2 separate regions of the Mus musculus genome follow, and region 1 is linked to region 2. A link is a contact called in public HiChIP or PLAC-seq data. All regions are on one chromosome and are shown on one strand. Each heading gives the region's core, a stretch centred on a gene start, on an enhancer-like site or on the middle of the called end of the contact. The rest is flanking DNA. Distances are from core to core; before and after follow the strand shown.

Region 1 (2,928 bases), core at 190-2,689, 800 kb before region 2:
CGCGCAGCAGTCGTACTTCTTGCTGTTATAGGTTCCGGTGGCGTTGATAATGGCCCACTCGCCGCTCTCCCAGTAGTCCTTCAGGTCCACCGTCCGCTCCATCTGCTCCAGGTCGATCTTGGCCTTGTCGTATGTCCAGGAGCCAAACTTCATCTTGCAGTTCTGCTGGTCGAAGGGGAAGAAAGTCACGTCGATGCTGCAGGAGCTCTTGTAGATGGCTGGGGGCACCCAGTGCACAGTGCCCGTGAAGAAGAGGTGGGCCTTGGTCATGTGGGTCACCGCAAACTCCCCGTCTGCACTGGGAAGAGGAGACAAGCTGGGATCCTGCATATCTGCCTCTTCCGTGAAGCAGGGCAACTGAGTAAACAAACTCACTATTGACTGGCTAAGTAGAGTCATCCAAGCAAGGGCAAGATAAATCTCTCCTACAGACAGACGTATCTGAGTTGCCTTTTCAAATACCAGTGTTTTAATTGCAGAAGTAAAAAATTTAAATAAACTAAAAAAAAAAAAAACCACGATTGCCATTTTGATGTCATAATTATATATCTGACTGTCATAAAGACTATTCCTTAATTTTTCATATTTCAAATCATGGGACATTTATAGTCTGATCCTGTTATTATCCATTTAGTATGTTGAAGTTTTTGTGGTTGTTTTATGAGACAGGGATCTTACTATGTGGCCCCAGCTGGCCCCCAACTTGCTGGCTGGATTTAAACTTGTGATCCTCCTGCCTCAGTATCTTGAGTTCTGGAATAACAGGTATTCTCCACCATACCTGACTAGAGTAAAGGTTTTTGAGTGTTTTGATCTCCCTCACGATTAAATGGGAACTCAGTTCCAGAGGAGGAGGATCCTAGATCTTGTACCCAGATCTTTTTCGTTCCTTTCCAGACGAGACTAACATTTTGGCTGGTGAGGAAACTCCCTGTACTCTGTGCATTTAGCACAGTATTTGGGGCCAGTTTCATCTACCAGGGCCTGTACCTGAGGGATGTGAGATGTGGTTCCTGCCCTTGGGGAACCACATGGAAATGAAATATAGTCACATGACATCACCATGCAACTGGGCATTTGGAATGCTTCTGAGATCAGGAGGGACTTCTGGCTGGGCTCAACAGGATTACTGTGAAAGCTTAATTAGTTCTTGACCTGGGAGGTGAGACAAGAGCATAAAAACAGGAAGCCTCACAAGAACAAGGAAGAAATCGGCAGGCAGGACTCCATAGGACTCTGGGTTTCCCTGGGTAGAAATAGTCTTTAAACTCCACCCCCAATTCCTACATTCAACCCAAACCGGTAGTGATAATTTCGGTCATTTCACATAACTACCACTAGATGGCAGCAGGCCCCCATTCGGGGGAAGAGGCCATGTGACTTCACTGACCCTTTGCCTATTAACCTGCAGGAGGGTGTCGTTCACACACCCCTTAAATGCAGCTGTTCTGACTAGCCTTTGTCCTACCAGAAGAACTTGATGCAATCAGGTATTAGCAACCAGCTGTCTTATTGACAATTTAAAAACTCAGATAAATCTGCTGCTGGGACTTTGTTCCTGATCTGTCAGAGAGAACCAGAAACTGGAAGGATCCTAGGTGCCACCTCAGGGCACAGAGATGGGGCCTGGGGAACTCGGGGCATATGACTCCTGCAGAAGCAAACAACAGGTGTTTAAGGCTTAGACCACCAGGGGGTGACTATGCTATCCAAAATTATGTCACATGCCAACCCCCCCCCCCCCACACACACCACCACCAAGAACCTTCCATGCCTATTCATATCTCAAGAAGGTAGCAGTGTCCCCCAGAGACCTGCTTTAGAAAATGTTAGCAAGAGACACTGCCATCATTTAAGTATTAACGTCTGGATTTCTCTGTGAAACCTTACCCAAGCCAAAAAGGAAAGAATAAGTTTTAGTTTCTTTTATGAGAAAGTGTGTGTGTGTGTGTGTGTGTGTGTGTGTGTGTGTGTGTGAGAGAGGGAGAGAGAGAGAGAGAGAGAGATGCCAGTGCACATGAGTATGTGTCTGTGTATATATATGCATGCATGTTTGTGTATGTGTGTATGTATGTATGTATGTATTAGAGAGAGAGTGTGTGCTGGCACACATGTGTGAATAAATGTGTGTATGTGTGTGGTGTGTGCACATGTGTGGGTAGTGCTTGTGCATATTTGAGTGTGTATAGGCCTAAGGCTGCCATCAAGTATCTTTCCTTGACCATGCTCCATCTTTACTTCTTGAGACAGGTCCTCAAGAATCGAAGGCTTGTCTGGCTAAACTGACTGGTCAGTGAACTTCTAGGATCTACCTGTCTCCCCTATCCCCAGTGCTAAAGTGCTCTCTCTCTCTCTCTCTCTCTCTCTCTCTCATACACACACACACTCACAGAAACAGACAGACAGACAGACAGACAGACAGACAGACAGAGCGAGCCAGAGTACCACTCCCAGCTTTTATGTGACCACTGAGGATTCAAACAGATTTTCTTGCTAGCCCAGCAAGAGCTCTTGCTCGCCTAGTTCTCTCCCCTCCCAGATGCACTTTAATTAGTAACTGGCTTCTTACTTGTTGTAGAGAACAATGTCTGGGATCCAGATCATCTCTGAGGGGACGCGGAGGGAGGTGATGTTGCCAAACTCAGCCGGGTCCCAGCGCAGCTTGTAGTCATTCCATTCCTGCTCAGGGGAGTGGTCACATCAGAGCACTGCCCCACCGGGACCTTTAGGTGATCTGAGGAGCTGTGGGACTGTAGCACCCCTGTGTCCCTCTCCTAGCCCCCACAGAATCCACAGAGTCTATGGCACGAGGAAAAGGCTGCTATGGGAATAGGGCAAACCATTTCTGATAAGCAGCCCATTTTGTTCCGACTCTGGTAGTGAAAATCCCAGGCAGCCAGTGCCAGCACACTTGGCCCTCTAGCTGTG
Region 2 (2,865 bases), core at 160-2,659:
GTCCTCACACAATAGGGTCAGCGCTTTGGGGGGTGGGGTAATTCAAAAGCCTCCTGTTCCCTTCCTTCTCTATGTTTGTGACTTCTGACTGACTAGAGTCTTTATGTGGTGTGCTTCAAGTCCTCAGATATAAACCGGTTAGGTAGTGGTAATGGATACAGTAGCAAATACCACGTACAGCTACAGTTTCTCCGTGCTTTGTATTTTTCAGATGAATGGAAACTCATTTGAGGAAGGTATTGCCCGGTGTTCGCTAATTTTTGCGAGTTCATTTGTGGAGCACATTAGGTTGTGTGAGCAGCCCTCTGGCTCATCCTAGTTAGAAAAACCAAGCACAAGCTATTGAATTGCCTAGAACAACCCCCAAAGGGCTTATTTGTGTGTATTGTGGCCAGATGCAAGCATGTGAACTACGTGAGGACCAGCAAATGAATCAGTTCCTGGAAAAAAAAAAAAAAGTGGCAGAGACCCACTCAGGAACAAGCACGCAGCAGGCGTCCACCTCTTCGAGCAGCAACACTAGAAACACCGCTCCATAGTCCTATCCTAAAGGATCCAAGAAATTCAGGGCCTAAAAAAACGATGTGCATGCAACCCTTCACCAACCACAGTACTGTGTGTGCAGGGTGGAAGGCGCAAAGGCCAGGAGGAGCTGTGCAGCCACTAGGAACTTGTTTGAAGACTGCGCTGCGCCGGATCATCCAGCTCCTATCCAGGCCCACCGCAGCCCCGGCCCCCAGCCCGTTCCGCTCCCTCAGCTTGGAACTCCGGGCCACGTTTTCGCGCTTGCTCTCCCACCCCCCTCCGCCAACACCGGGTTACTGCTCCCCCGCCAGGAGTAAACAAGCAGCCGGAGCCCGCAGCCAGTAAGCCGGGCCCCTGAGCCCAGTTTCCTGCGCCAGCCCTAGCAACAGGCCCCGCCCCCACGACAGGCCCCGCCCGCATGCCTTCTTCCACTCCCACCCCTCCGTTCCTTCTCTCGCCGGGTCCCGGAGCGCTAGAGGCCCGGAGCCTTCAGCCAGCCTCCTCCCAAGGGACCGCCCCGCCCACGCGGCCCCGCCCACGTGACTCGCGCTATGGGCCGGAGAGAAAAATAAGCTGGGGGCGTGGCCAGATCCCGTCCCGCCCCGCCCCGAGGCCTGCGCGGCCTGGCTCTGCTCCAGCCCGCGAGCCGGGCTGGGCTTCGTGGCGGCGTGTATGCCGCTTCTGTTTCTGCAGGCGCAACGCGCTTTGCTCCATCTTCCCTATAGCCTCTGCTCGGCTGAACCTCTTAAAGTCGCTGCCTGAGCCCCAGAATCGGCCTTTCGGTCCTTAAACGTATACATTCCGGCGGCGTAAACGCGCACCCCTGCGCGGTCAGGGTGGCGCTGGTCGCCCTTTCCTAGAAGGTGAGCGAACTTGAGGTTCAGGACTGAAGAGATCCACTGTCAGACTCCACCTCCTGTTGCTTCTGTCTGGTCTCTTACTGGTCAGTGTCAAATGACTGACCACTCCAAACCTGCAGCCCAGTCTCAGCCCCCGCCTCATCCGGGGACAGCACAACTGCTATAATGGAGCTAGGCATAGCTGGCAAAGAGAGGTGGGAGGCCTTCCCAGCAGTACTTTCTTGTGCCTGTGACAAGAGGAAGGATTGTTCAGGCCAGAATTCCGCAGCCCCTTTCTTCACCTACTTGTTATCTTAGGCAAATCTTTGCTGGATTCCAGAGATAACTTATAACCCGGAGGAGGAGCGACAGTAACTACCTAACAGAGATGATGCACAGAGTAACACCAGTAGATAAGGTGTTCAGAATAGGGATTGGCATCCAAGCTAATAAAAAAAAAAAAAAATCACTCAGGACTGGTCACACACTGTTGTCTTTTTAACGTGCTCCCTGCTAGTACCTGCAGCAGCCTGACAAGGCTTTAGGGGCCTGAAGTCAAGGTTTTTTGGGGGGAAGGATGGAGGAACAAACAGGGGATCTCTTTACAGGCTAAGGCAAATGCATCTTATGGCTAGTAACCCTTGAAATCTTGTGGGATTCAACCCAGACCTTGTTCCTGTTATTGTAGCCGTCCACCACTGAGCTACACCCCCATTCTTCTTTGTACAGATTAGTTTGAGAACTTGTGACTCTCTTTCCCAAACAGCTGAGCTTACAGACTTGAACTACCTGATCCAGCACCGAACACGTTTCTAAGTGGAAGGAATGTGCAGTGAACGATCTGTGGTGCCAAGGAAAGAGGTGTGGATGGTGGGGTCTGGAACAGGACGAAGATGGGAGTCTGAGAAAGAAGCTGGCCATAGACCCAGACAGGACAGGGAGACACTACAAGACCCTGGTCTTTTATTCTGACCCCTCATTCCATAAATTACACAAGTGATAGTGTGCTCAAGTTTCTTCAGATGGAGCCTTTTTGCTCTCTCTCCTTTATCAGGTCTCTCTATTAGCCTCAACTCCATCCTGTGGGTACTGGTGGTTAACAAATGTTTCAATGTGTGTTAAATGAAAACTTATATACATTACCCTCTGGGCCCATAACTTTATCTCCCTTCCTTCTTCCCTCCCTCCCTTCCTCCCTTCCTCCCTTCCTCCCTTCCTCCCTTCCTCCCTTCCTTCCTTCCTTCCTTCCTTCTTTCCTTCTTTTTTTATTTTATGAGGCAGAATTTCTCTGTACCCATACACCCATGCAGTCTCTCACACGTACACATAGAACAGAGATAAATCTTAAACATATTTAAAGGAATTTTTGCTTCCTTATGCAACTCCAGAATTATAGGAAGCCAAGAGAGGTATTACCTGGGGTATACAGCCAGTGAGACTTAGAACCAAGTTTCTGCTTCCCAGCTGACTGTTAGGGCCATCATGCAGGAGTTGGAAGGGA

Evidence for each region. HiChIP or PLAC-seq counts read pairs in DNA pulled down with a chosen protein or histone mark.
Region 1: an HNF4G HiChIP or PLAC-seq map of pancreatic cancer cells shows a contact between it and region 2. The contact joins two enhancer-like sites. A contact is called at or near these places in 1 of 39 promoter capture datasets (pre-B cells), 1 of 484 Hi-C or Micro-C datasets (embryonic stem cells) and 1 of 115 datasets of contacts at active chromatin or transcription factors (pancreatic cancer cells).

What each region holds. Positions count from the first base shown.
Region 1 is chr14:66,146,157-66,149,084 of GRCm38.p6, reverse strand. It overlaps Chrna2 (cholinergic receptor, nicotinic, alpha polypeptide 2 (neuronal)), which reads right to left. Exons shown (of 7, transcript NM_144803.2): 5 at 2,570-2,679; 6 at 1-298. Among named protein-coding and RNA genes, the nearest start is that of Chrna2, 6.7 kb to the right of the region's middle. Within about 2 kb of position 1,439, at least 43 of the 459 cell types and tissues checked have an H3K27ac peak or open chromatin away from gene starts, as enhancers often do. A contact at or near this core is called in pancreatic cancer cells, where this site is marked.
Region 2 is chr14:65,341,970-65,344,834 of GRCm38.p6, reverse strand. No RefSeq gene overlaps it. Among named protein-coding and RNA genes, the nearest start is that of Zfp395, 15 kb to the left of the region's middle. Within about 2 kb of position 1,409, at least 394 of the 459 cell types and tissues checked have an H3K27ac peak or open chromatin away from gene starts, as enhancers often do. A contact at or near this core is called in pancreatic cancer cells, where this site is marked.